Linked DNA regions of Mus musculus: region 2 is linked to region 1. The links are chromatin contacts, called in public promoter capture Hi-C maps. All regions are on one chromosome and are shown on one strand. The core of a region is the stretch at or near the end of the contact, and the rest is flanking DNA. Distances in the headings are between cores, read along the strand shown. Region 1 holds the start of Mideas (mitotic deacetylase associated SANT domain protein). Region 2 holds the start of Zc2hc1c (zinc finger, C2HC-type containing 1C).

Evidence for each region. Capture Hi-C pulls out chosen DNA fragments and counts their contacts.
Region 2: a contact with region 1 is called in a promoter capture Hi-C map of adipose tissue, with 2.3 times the contacts expected there. The contact joins the promoter of Zc2hc1c here to the promoter of Mideas in region 1. A contact is called at or near these places in 1 of 39 promoter capture datasets (liver) and 1 of 9 other capture datasets (adipose tissue).

The regions. Positions count from the first base shown.
Region 1 is chr12:84,216,733-84,222,391 of GRCm38.p6, reverse strand. Mideas (mitotic deacetylase associated SANT domain protein) reads left to right here and starts at 3,511. Exons shown (of 13, transcript NM_001163501.1): 1 at 3,511-3,617. It overlaps Gm46319 (synapsin-1-like), which reads right to left. Exons shown (of 3, transcript XM_030247050.1): 2 at 3,278-4,242; 3 at 2,740-2,909. The coding sequence ends at 2,828.
Region 2 is chr12:85,285,521-85,291,179 of GRCm38.p6, reverse strand. Zc2hc1c (zinc finger, C2HC-type containing 1C) reads right to left here and starts at 2,589. Exons shown (of 3, transcript NM_172414.4): 1 at 2,395-2,589; 2 at 299-1,628. The coding sequence starts at 1,609. It also overlaps a transcript of Acyp1 not described here.

The sequences.
Region 1 (5,659 bases), core at 2,262-4,761:
ACCATTATTGTTACAGTACTGAGAATTGATTGAACATCAGGCCCTAGGAAAGCTAATCAGGCACCCCACCCGGGGACTATAGCCTCTTTTTACTTCTTATTATTTGGGGGCAGGATTTACCGAGATGTCCAGGATGGCTTTGAACTTGTGACCTTCCTGCCTCAGCCTCCTGAATAGCTGGGTTTACAGGCTTGTGTCATCAGGTATGACTTTCAGTTTTTATTTTGAATTCAGTTGTGTTAGCTAATTTATTTTTGAGGGGGTGGGTGGGCTGGGGAATCAAACATAAAACTGTATGCTTTGCTAGGCATGGGCAATATTCCCTAGCCCAAAGTAGCTTAACTTTCTTTGCTTTATTTTTTCTGTTTTGTCTTTTGGTGGTCTGGGGGGGGGGGCAGACTTGAACCCAGGACTTCAGACATGCTAGGCAAGAGCTCTACTACTGAACTACATCCCAGGCCAACTCCTGGGTTTCAGAAACGTCTCCAGCCACCTGCCCTTTCTGGCTGCCAGCGTTTTAAGTCACTTCTGTCATGTTTTCCTTCTGGAAGCAAAGCCTAACTTCTCAGTGCCAGCATCTTGGAAGCTAGGATGGATTCCCTGGGAGGAAGAAGGGAATGCATGGACAGATGTAAATTTCTGTGACTCAAAGACATCTGCATGTGCTGTGGGGTAGGTGACACCCAATACCGGGGCTGCCAGGGATGGCGCAGCAGTCCACACCCTCTGACCTAGTTTTAAATGGAAAGATAACCTTTGTTCAGCAAAAGGAGTGAAGGCTCAGATTCAGGTATTATACTTAAATCTGCTCAGGGTCCTTGCTTTTTTTTTTTTTTTTTCTTTATGTTCTGTTGTGCAGAGGAGGAGTTACCATCATCGCACACGTGAGGTTGTCCTTAGGCCCCCCACTGTCTTATGTGCTGGCTTTTATGTTAGAAATCTGCAGCTGTTCGACAACTACCCTAGAAGAGCAGCATGGCTGGGGATGCCGTAGTAGTTCAGTGTTTGAGATCCTTGCTTAGCATGCACAAGGGACTGGGTTCAGTCTGTAAGTAACACACGCACACACATCCTCACAAACAGATCGGCTTGAGATAACAAACATTTCTCATTGTTTTTACCATTTCTGTGAGTCAGGCATCCAGGTAGCTTAGCTGGGACAGGTTATTGGGTTTTGGTGGTGTGGTGGCGGGTGTTTGTTTGTTTTCTTTTTTTCAAAGAGACAGGGTTTCTTTGTGTAGCTTTGGCTGTCCTAGAACTAGCTTTGTAGACTCCGCCTACCTAAAGCCATGCGCCGTCACCTCCACTGCTGTTGCTATTGAGATTACTGTTAAACTGATTCCTGGGCTAAGAGACTTTGGAAGGCTTGGATAACATGGGATATGAGCGAGACATCCCTTTCCAATCTCACTCAAATGGTTGTTGGTAGGTCTCTCACTTCCTTTGCCAAGGGCTGTCTAAGAACACGATGGTTGTCTTCCCTTCCTTGCAAGGAGCAAGGTAGACTGAGACACAGAGACAACCCAAGCTGCAAGCCATAGCTTTCTCTATAACCCAGTCTCACAGATGACATCACATTTCTTTTGCCGTATTCTGTTTGTTAGAACTGAGTCAGTAGAGTTAGGGACGAGAGCTTGTGTAAGGGTGTGAACGCCAGGCGGCAGAGATCATTGGCAGGGAGCTGTCTACCACATCCTCCACACAGGGTCCTGAGACTTCCAGCAAATGCCACACTAGGCAAGGACAAAGCATTGTGTATGTGCTGATGTGAATGTCAGGCCTTCACACATTGTGGGCTCTGCTAATTACTCCTGGGCATGCAGAAACACTGAATATTCATGAAGTTACCACAGAGGATTTAGAATTACAATACTGAACAACAACAACAAAAAAATACTCCATTCCAGTCTTAGCAAATACGGAGTAACACTGTTTTCTTCAGAAGCCTGGTCATTGCTGTAAGGAATTACTTCTATTCCAAAATCAAAATGAGGAGTACCTCCGCCATACCTTCACTCCATCATATGATGAAATAATAAAATGTCAAAGAGTTATACTTAAGTCTATAACATACTTACTTCTTAAGACAATATTATTTTCCATTCACTGCACTTTTTGTGTTTGTAATGTAATAGTAATGTCTCGGTAAAAGGCAGACCCCAGTGCACTGGTAGCTGCAAGATGAAGGAATTCACGCTGCCAGGAGAGCTTGGGTCAGGGTCTACATGCTTCTCATCTTTGGGTGAGCCTGTGGCTTCTCTTGAGGTATTAAGCAGACTTGGGGTGAGGGTATCCCCACATGTTGTTTTCCATTAATCTTACATCACCTTTGACACAAAACCTGTACTCAAGCAGAGGGCTTTCTGGGCTTCAATGAGGAGATGGGAGGTCTGGGAGATATTATCAGGCCAATGTGTTAGTAGGAGTAGTTTGGAAGTGGGAAAGGGAAAATTTTGTCCAGCTTAAGTGGACGTCTCTGAATGGCCTTTTATGGGTCCCTGTTTTCCAGAGCAAGCTTCTGCCTCACTAAACGTTTCTGTTAGGAAAACCTTGCCCTGCAGTTTTGGCTGTCTCCTCCCCCCCCCCCCCCCCCCCCCACACACACACACAGCAAAGGCTAGCCTAGTCCTCTCTCCAACCTAAGGGAATTAGGAGTCTTTCTTTGGGCACTGCTGTGTAACTGCTTTCTTACTGGTCGCCAGAGGCTCAAAAGGCAGCTCTCTGTTGATGTTAGTTTTAATACGCCGAGAAAATTTATTTTGGGCAGTGATAAACTTCAAAATTACTATTGCCTGAAGCTCCTGCGTCCAGGATCCACCTTGTAAAATCACTTCTGGCTAATGATGACACCCGAACGCACCAGGCTCCAGAGATTCTGAGACTTGAGTGCACAAGGAAGAGGTGGGGATCTGAGAAGAAAGGGAACAGAACGACTATTTCCCAGACCCGACGTGGGTGATGACATAGTTCCTGAAATACAATGCATGGTAACATCGTGTACAAGTGCCACCCGGGGAAAGCCACTGACAACTGTGCAGACCTGTAAGGGACATGAGGACGGGAGATTGGAGTTTGGCCTAGCATTATTCAGGGAAATAGTACACTGCTTTCACACATGTCCTCTCTAGTCCAAATAACAAATGAAATGAAAACCTTTATTATCTCTCCCCTCTCTCCCGACTGTATGTGTGCGCGCGCGTGCGTGGGAGGAGGAATGTAGGTGGGGGACTTTTTCCCCTAGGGTCCCTTGAACTCAGCCCCTAGGCTCCAACGCCACCTTTTAGACTCAAGGGAGAGCAGGAAGTCTCCGATCGCACTTTCCCCAAGAGCAGAGTGAGGGTAGGGACGAAGCTTCCACAGCCGCTGCAGCACCGGGAACCGAGGGTCTGGCTGGGGGCCGCGCGGAGGCGCGCGGAGCCGGGGCGCGGGCGGGGCAGGAGGCTGCAGAGCCCTGCGCGCCGCCGCGCGAGCTGCTGGGTCACAGCCGGGACCGCGCCGCCTGCTCGGCGAGGAAGTGACGACTGCGCCGTCCCGAGAGCAACAAAGTTTGAGTCTGCTGGTCGCGCTCGAATTGCGTCCCGCGCCCCCTCGGAGCTGCCCAGGGATCCAGCGTGCAGGTGAGTCGCGGGAGCCTGGTGGCCTTCCCGCCGTGGGGGGCGCCGACGTGGAGCTCGGGGCGGGAGGGGGGATCCGGAATTCGTTGGGGTTCGGCGGCGCGGGCCGGGTCGTGGGACGCTGGGAGTGGGGGTGCAGGAGAGGGACAGGGTGGCGGAGATCTCGGCCGGTGTTGCGCCCCTGAGGTGGTTGTTTTGACTCGGGACTTAGACCGGCCTGGCTGCAGCCTAGCCCTCTCAGGGAGCCACCCCTGAGCGCAGCGATGCCGGGAAGGGGCCTCCCCGGACCTGCGACCGGAGCCAGCCCTACACCCCGCGCCCCATCTCTTCGGGTTGCGTGCAGCTGCTTTTCCAGCCCTTCCCGGTGTTTCCCCGGGAAACGTTCCCTTCCTCTACGCCGCCCTCCACCAGGTTTCAGGAAGGAAGTTACAGGAACTTTCCCTCTACTTTTGTTTGCTCGGCCTTGCAGTGACGAAGAGCAGAGCAACTCAGAAGTTTGGGTCAACAGCCCTATCCATTTCCAACCAGCAAAACCCGAGTTGTCCCCCAGGCCTCCTTGAAACGAGCCCCTCCCGACTCTACACTTTTCCTCCCTCCCTCCCAAGCCCCGAACCCAACAGTAAGCTCTCTAAGGCCTAACACTTTGCAATTTAGCCATAAAAACTGTCAGCACACCCACGTACATATGTGAGTGTTTTCTATATAAAACCCAGAAAGCCGCTTCCAGTGGACTCCGTGGCATCTTGTTCTTTTCTGTGTTCTAAAACGGCTAGGGCTGCAGGAGTTTGCCTGGGAACTTTGATGATGGTTCCCCGCCGCCCGCCCTCGGTAGCCTCGTGCTTCTGGGTCTTTAAAGAACAGCTGAGAAGTTTATGACATCTTTGCATAGTTGCAGGGGTCTTGGCGTGGCCCAGCAGCTGGCGCCAGGGCTCCTTGGTTTGTGCCTGAAGCTGTAGCAGCGGCGGGGACAGGGCGATGTGTGCAGGAATGTGTGTACAGGCCGTGGACAGTTGGAGATGGGATGTCTAGAGCTTGAATAGTGCAGTCCCTAGCAGCAGCTTTCTGCCGGTCTGTAATTACTGCGTGATTGCACAGTCAGGCTTTGTTGGCGTGGATGTTTATACACACGCTATTGTGCAAGCTCTTGGTGGTGGTGAACAAAACGCAGATTTGCATTGCAAATGCTTAGGACAGATCTGGGCCTGAACTGCTGTTCTCGAATTCTTCTTACCCTTTAACTTTTGCTGGATGGTTGTTTCCTTGCCTCTCCCTTAACCTCCGACAGCTTGCTGATCTCCTGAGAGTCTGGCTACTCAGGAAAGCAGTCTCTCTTTACTATTTACTACAGAATAAATATCTTAGGCAGCCTGAGCATTGTGCCAAGAACTGTACCTTCACTTGTCCTGAGAAAATGTGGGATGACGTCAGCAGGAAAAGGAGATAGGAGATGACTGTCCAATCCTGTCTTCACGGAAGGGCTGTTTGAATGAGCAGAATTGCAGGATTGGGGCTAGCTATAAAGAGGAGTCACAGGTCATGTATGTCTGAGCTGGCCGGGCAGACTTTGAGCCTTGAAGGATCAGCTGCAGACATTTAGGTGGGTCCTAATTCCTTTATTGTGTTCTGGGCAAAGGGGAAGCATGCTTAGTGGGTAAAGGAAATGTGCCAGGCTCTGAGACTATGTGTCTGTGTGGCCGATGGGTGTGGGGTTGAGGGTGACTCACATGTTTTCTGTAGTGTGGTCCCTACACCTACTTCCCTAGTACTGTCTACAGGGACAGGGGTCTTCATATCTATCCAAATTCTGCCCTGCAGGAAGCAGGCTGTCTTAGCTACTTTTCTAGTGATGTGAAGAGACACCGTAACCAAGGCAACTTATAAATGAAAGCATTTAATTGGGGACTTGCTCACAGTTTCAGAGGGTGAGTCCAGGATCATCATGGCAGGGAGCATGGCAGCAGGCAGGCAGGCATGGCGCTGGAGCAGTAGCTGAGAGCTTAGATATGATCAATCCACAGCAGCAGGTTTGGGGGCGGGGGTGGTGT
Region 2 (5,659 bases), core at 1,340-3,839, 1.1 Mb before region 1:
TGTCCAATGTGTGTGCAAGCATGTGCACGAGCGTGCAGACACGTATCCGTTTAGGGGAAGCCTAGGCCTTGGTTTTTGAATGAATGTAATGACATTCCCACGGACACAATAAGATTCTTACCCTCACAGAACTGTGAGGCTCCTACACAAAGCTCTGACTAGAGAGACTAGGCAAACAGAAATCCTGATTCTCCCCTCCGTCCTACACTACCCCAGTTCCCACAAGCAAACCAGTGAGGGCGTAGCAGGCCATTCCACGCACCCCTGCACAGAGTCAAATCTAGGAGGCTTTTATTACCTTGGCTGTGGCTGGTCCCCTCCAGTTCAAGTACTGCTCTAGTTCTGTGCCCTTCGCCCGGGCCCTGGAAGAGTCAAACACTTTTCTTTTGGACCCTTGCATCTTGCCACAGACGGTGGAGTGTCTCTGCAGCCTGAGGGAAAGAAACGATCGTCCACAGTGGCTGCACTTGGCCAGCTCTGGCTCTTCTGTGGAGGAGCTGGACCCAGAGGAGCCTGGTGTCCCGGACCGACTTGACTCCTGCAGTGTACTGCCCAGCTCCTCTGCCGGTTGAAAGAACGCGTCTGCTGAGGGTCCTGCGTCTTGATCTCGGATTTTACTGTTACTGGCCATCAGTCTTTCCCTTTTGAGCTTTTGGAGTTCATAATCAGAGAGCTGGCGTGGACTAGGGTTTTCCTGAGCCTGATCACAAGTTTGATCCTCTCCCCTGTTTCTACTGAATACCTCAGACCTGAACTCTGGGGACAAGCAGGGTTTGTGTGGGGTGTCATGGTCACCATCTCGAACCCTCCTTCTAGGTAGTACCATCCTTTGTAGCTCTCTGTCTTCCTGGAAAATGGCCTGTTTCTTTTCCTTCTGCATCCTTCGAAGACCCTCCTCTGTCTTCTTCAGCTTTTCTTGTAGGAGAATCTCCTTTCTGCGGATCTCCTTCTGTAAACTCTCCCCTGCAGCTTCGAGCCTTTGGATCTGGGTCCACTCGGTCCTATGGAGCTCCGCCACGACCTTCTCTGCCTGCACAGAGGCAAGAAGAGATGAATTCACCCAGCTCCTTAAACCAAAGCTGTTGTCTGAAAACTCACTTGAGTCAGGGAGTCTTGGGTAGCCATTCTGGTCCCCGTCTGCGCCCGCATCACTTGTACTATGTGACTTCCGGTGGACCATGGGTTTCAGTGGGTAAGCCCGATCCACTCCCACTCGTTTCCTCCTAAAGGGAATGAAGTCCTGGTCATTTGCTTTGGGATACCGGGGTGTCGGACTAGACAAGTAAAACAGACCCTTTCCTTGGCCCTGGGCATTGTTCCCTGAGCCTTGCTGCCTGATTCCTGCACTGTGGGGACAGGAGTGCCTCCGGGCTTTTGTGCAGACGTTCCTTTTGGGGCGGGTGGAGACCTCGTCCTCCTGCTCCATTTCTGTGTTGCTCCAAAGCTTCGACTGGAAACTATTCCTCAAATGTCCCATCGAGGGCCGCTGGGAAGAGTCACTTTGTTCGTAAGGGTCGTGCTTAGCTGAGTGGAGTCCAGGAGCTTCTGTTTTATTATGTGGGAACATAACGCCCACAGGCAGATGTGGAGCCAACTGGAGACCAGCCATTCAGTGCCTGGACCGAAGCCTAGGGGAGATTTAAAGCAGATACATGTGAAGAATTTGTCTGAGGTTCACTCCCGGCTGCTAGAGTAAACTGTTTGTCCATTTGCCCTACCCACATTCCCTTTAAACGTTTCTCGGGACTGTGGTGTTGGCTCTGCCAGGACATTCTTTCAATAAGCATTTAGGGAGTGATGGTTATGTGCCAGGCCAGACATTGCTAAGCCCCGAGGACCAAAGAATGGACGTGACACAGGTGTTCTGCCACTGACTTTCCTCCAGGCCTGTAGATGACCTGCTCTACACCATTTATGGAATGGGTGGGAAAAGCTTTAGATAGAAGGTCGTCCGTGACACAAAACAGGCAACCTGCTCTTACCAGCCCCGGGTTCTTGTAAATTGCAGAGGCCGCTCTGAGTCCAGTCCCACGGTTTTACGGGGTGAGAACAGTGGCCTGGCGACAGGGCCTGGCCCAAAGCACTCCCTGGACTTTCCCCTTGCTACAAACTACAAAGAGCACGAGCCACCCGGGCCTGAAGCAGGTGCCCGGCTGTCAAGCCCTCATGCAAAGATGCTCTATGGCTCAAACCGCACCAGGCTTGTAAAGAGAGTGTGTTGGGAGAGGGGGTGACAGACACCTGAGCGCCCCAGCCCGCTTTGGATCCGGAACTCCAGAGTCATGTTCTGTCCCAGAGGGTCAAACGGGAGTCCTTACTGGGACCCGGCCTCTAGGGATAAACTCTCACTCTCCAACCCCTCGGGAGGTCTCAGTATCTCCCCTTTCGGCGTACCTGAGGCGCTCGGGGGCCGCTCCAGCTCAGGGAAAATCCCCAAGACCTAGTTTTCCACACCTGACTAAACCCAACCGCCGTCCACGCAGGCGCTCTCTGTCCACCTCTGTTATCCCGTTGCCTGGAGACCAGAGCACCGCCTCTGGTTGAGAACTTTTAGCTCCAGATGTGCGCAGGCGCAGTCCACAAGCAATCCGAAAGCCGCCGGGGCAGATTGGGTTGGAGGGACGGAGGGAGGTGGTGGAGGGAGTGCGGGGAGGTGGGGAGGGAGGTGGGGAGGGAGGTGGGGAGGGGAGGAGGGAAGGGAGGTGGAGTACGGGTGCAGTCGGGTCACTTGTCGAGGTGCAGCCAACTCCGCAGCTCAGATCAGCGTTTCCCTTGGGGAGGGGTTGGAGAGGTTTTTCTGGGGCTACATCAAAGAAGAACTTGGATTTCTCCGAGAATGAAGCTCCCAGACCTTAGGGTGTGCCCTTGTCTGGAGAAGGGTGGAGCCCCTAGATGGGCTGCGGAATCATCCCGCCCCAGGATTCGGGAGTCTGTCCAGCTAGCGGGAGTGGGACTGCTGATCACCCTTCTGAGTGCGCTCGGCTACTGCGCTCAGGCCCCAGGTAGGGCTATGTAAGAGCTCCAGGCTACATGCTCCGGGCTGTCTTCCCTCGCAATGCTTTGGCGCTTGCTATTATATTAGCTTTACTATTATTTCACTACGTGTTATAGTCCCAGGGTAGTTTCTATGGCCAATCTAATCATTTTGCTATTATAACGTTTCACTCTCACGTGACCGTTACTACTTAGGGCCCAGGAATGACTCAGCCAAAAGTAACAATAATAAAGTTAACAACCAGATCAACAGTAATGAACATAACTTGATTTCAACATTAAATGGTCCTCTGTAACTTTTTGACAACAGAAGAGAGTTTATTTGTCTTCTTCGTGCTTCAGTTCATTTGGATAAGCTGTTTTGGAACAGATAGCTCCGTTTTTCTTGTAACTACACAGAAGATTCGAGCACGTGGGAAATAAAGTAGACAGCAGTCTCGTTAATACAACAGATCAGATGTCAGCTTTTATGCGCTACAAAAAAAAATTCCTTGGTGGACTCTCTAGGGCAGATTGTCAGTCATTCTTTTCATTCCCAGTTGGCTCTTCGGCCTTCTCCACATTGCAGAGGTTTCCCACGGACTAGGACCCTGCCTCAGTCAGCTTCTATGGGTTTTCCCATACATCTTTTCTAACTCGTTTCCATACTCTCCCCCTGAATCTCTAGTGTTCAAGTATACATAACTTCCTTGTGCAAGAAAAGTTCCCCTTCCCATCCCTGGGTCTGTCTCTCTCTGTGTTAGGATCCCACTGGAGTCTCTTCTGTTTTGTTTTGTTTGCTGTTTGTTTTGAGACAGGCTCCCTATTTAGTCTATGGTTAGCACTAGTTAGTCCTCCTGCCTACTTAATCCTCTTGTCTCAGATTCTCCCAGGCTGGGTATAGGCATATAGGCCTTTCCTCCCTCCCCCCCCCCCCCGCCCCCACGCACACGCACACAAGAAAGAGAGAGGAAGAGAGAGAGAGAGAGAGAGGAAGAGAGAAACTCCGAGGTCTATGTGAATATATGCCTTGTGTGTGCAGTGCCTGGGAAGGCCAGAAGATGGCAATGGAACCCCTAGACCTGAAGTCATGACAATTGAGAGCTACCTAACAGGACACCTCAAGTTCTTTTTCTTTCTCTCCTTCTCCGTCTCCTCTCCCTCCTCCCCCTCTCCCTCCCCCTCCTTTATTTTGCTTTGGTTGGCTTCTTTGTTTGTGTTTGTTTTGTGGTTGGTCTGGAGCTCTCTACATACTCCAGGCTAGCCTTGAACTCAAAGAAATTCTCTTGCCTCTGCCTTCAAAGAGCTGGAGTTAGAGATGTGCAGCATGTCCAACACACCTCAGCTGATTGCAAACTCTACACACTTACACAGCTTTTCCTTATCTTTCCTCTTTGTTCTGGCCCCTGTGGTCTGGCTCTCTCTCTCTCTCTCTCTCTCTCTCTCTCTCTCTCACTACGCAGCTAATAGAGTCCTTCTCGGGCAAGCTTCTATTTCTGGAGCCTGTTCACTCAGCAATATTGATCATCCACTCCCTCAAGACTCAGTTCTCACTACTCCTGTGTCCTCTTGGTTTCTTTTTCTCAGTCCTGTTCCATCTATTTAAGGTTTCTGGCATTTATATCTTCTGGCATTTATGCAATAAGTATATTGGAATATACTTAACTCCCTTACTGGCCTTCTAAGTTTAGATATTCCCCTGAGTGCTCCTATTTTTGATGTATATGCAGTTCTGCAGTTCTAAGTAATCTCTTCCTTATGATTTTTATTAGATCTGAAATTTGGGGGCTCACTCTTGTCTAAAATATGCCCTGCTTAGCAATAGTGTCTCTCCAACTATCCGCCTGGCACCTCCTCATGACAGTTCCTTAGGAGCCCTAGATTCAGTGTGATAGACATTGATCATCTCCCCATTCTCTGTCTGCTGTTTTCCTGGTTCATGCCCGCTCACCCTCAAAGCTGCTTCCTTTGCCATCTCTTCCAAACGACCTACAAATGCTATTGAGTCTACATCTGCCAGTTTTCTCATAATAAGTGGCATCCTCTCTTGTTCTGCCTGTGTTAATCGTTGGAGTGGCTTTACCCCCCTCACCATCAGCATCTGCTCCCTAATTCTTGCTGTTGTTCAGATGTTGATTCTAAACCTTCTTTCTCAGCTTCGTTGATTAGCAGGACCGAGGCTTATCAATCAGTGTTAGAACGACAGTGGGGGTCTAGAGAGATGGCTCAGTGGTTAAGAGCACTGACTGCTCTTCCAGGAGTTCTGAGTTCAATTCCCAGCAACCACATGGTGCCTCACAACCATCTGTAATGGGATCCCATGCCCTCTTCTGGTGTGTCTGAAGACAGTGACAATGTATTCAAATACATAAAAAATAAATCAGTGGTAAGATGTATACTTAGAATGCACAAGGGTCTAGATTCCATTACCAAGCAGTAACAACAACACACACACACTACATACACACACACACACACACGCACACACACACACACACACACACCACACACAGGGTGGGGGGGGGGGAGAGGAGCAGGTGAGGGAGAGAGAGATCACAAATAAAAAAGTATAGATAGTACTTTGGCAACACATATACTAGAACAGAATTGATACTGAGATCAGCATAGCTGCTGTTCAAGAATAAAACACAAGTTTTCAAAGTGTGTCTTTTAAAACTTGTATATA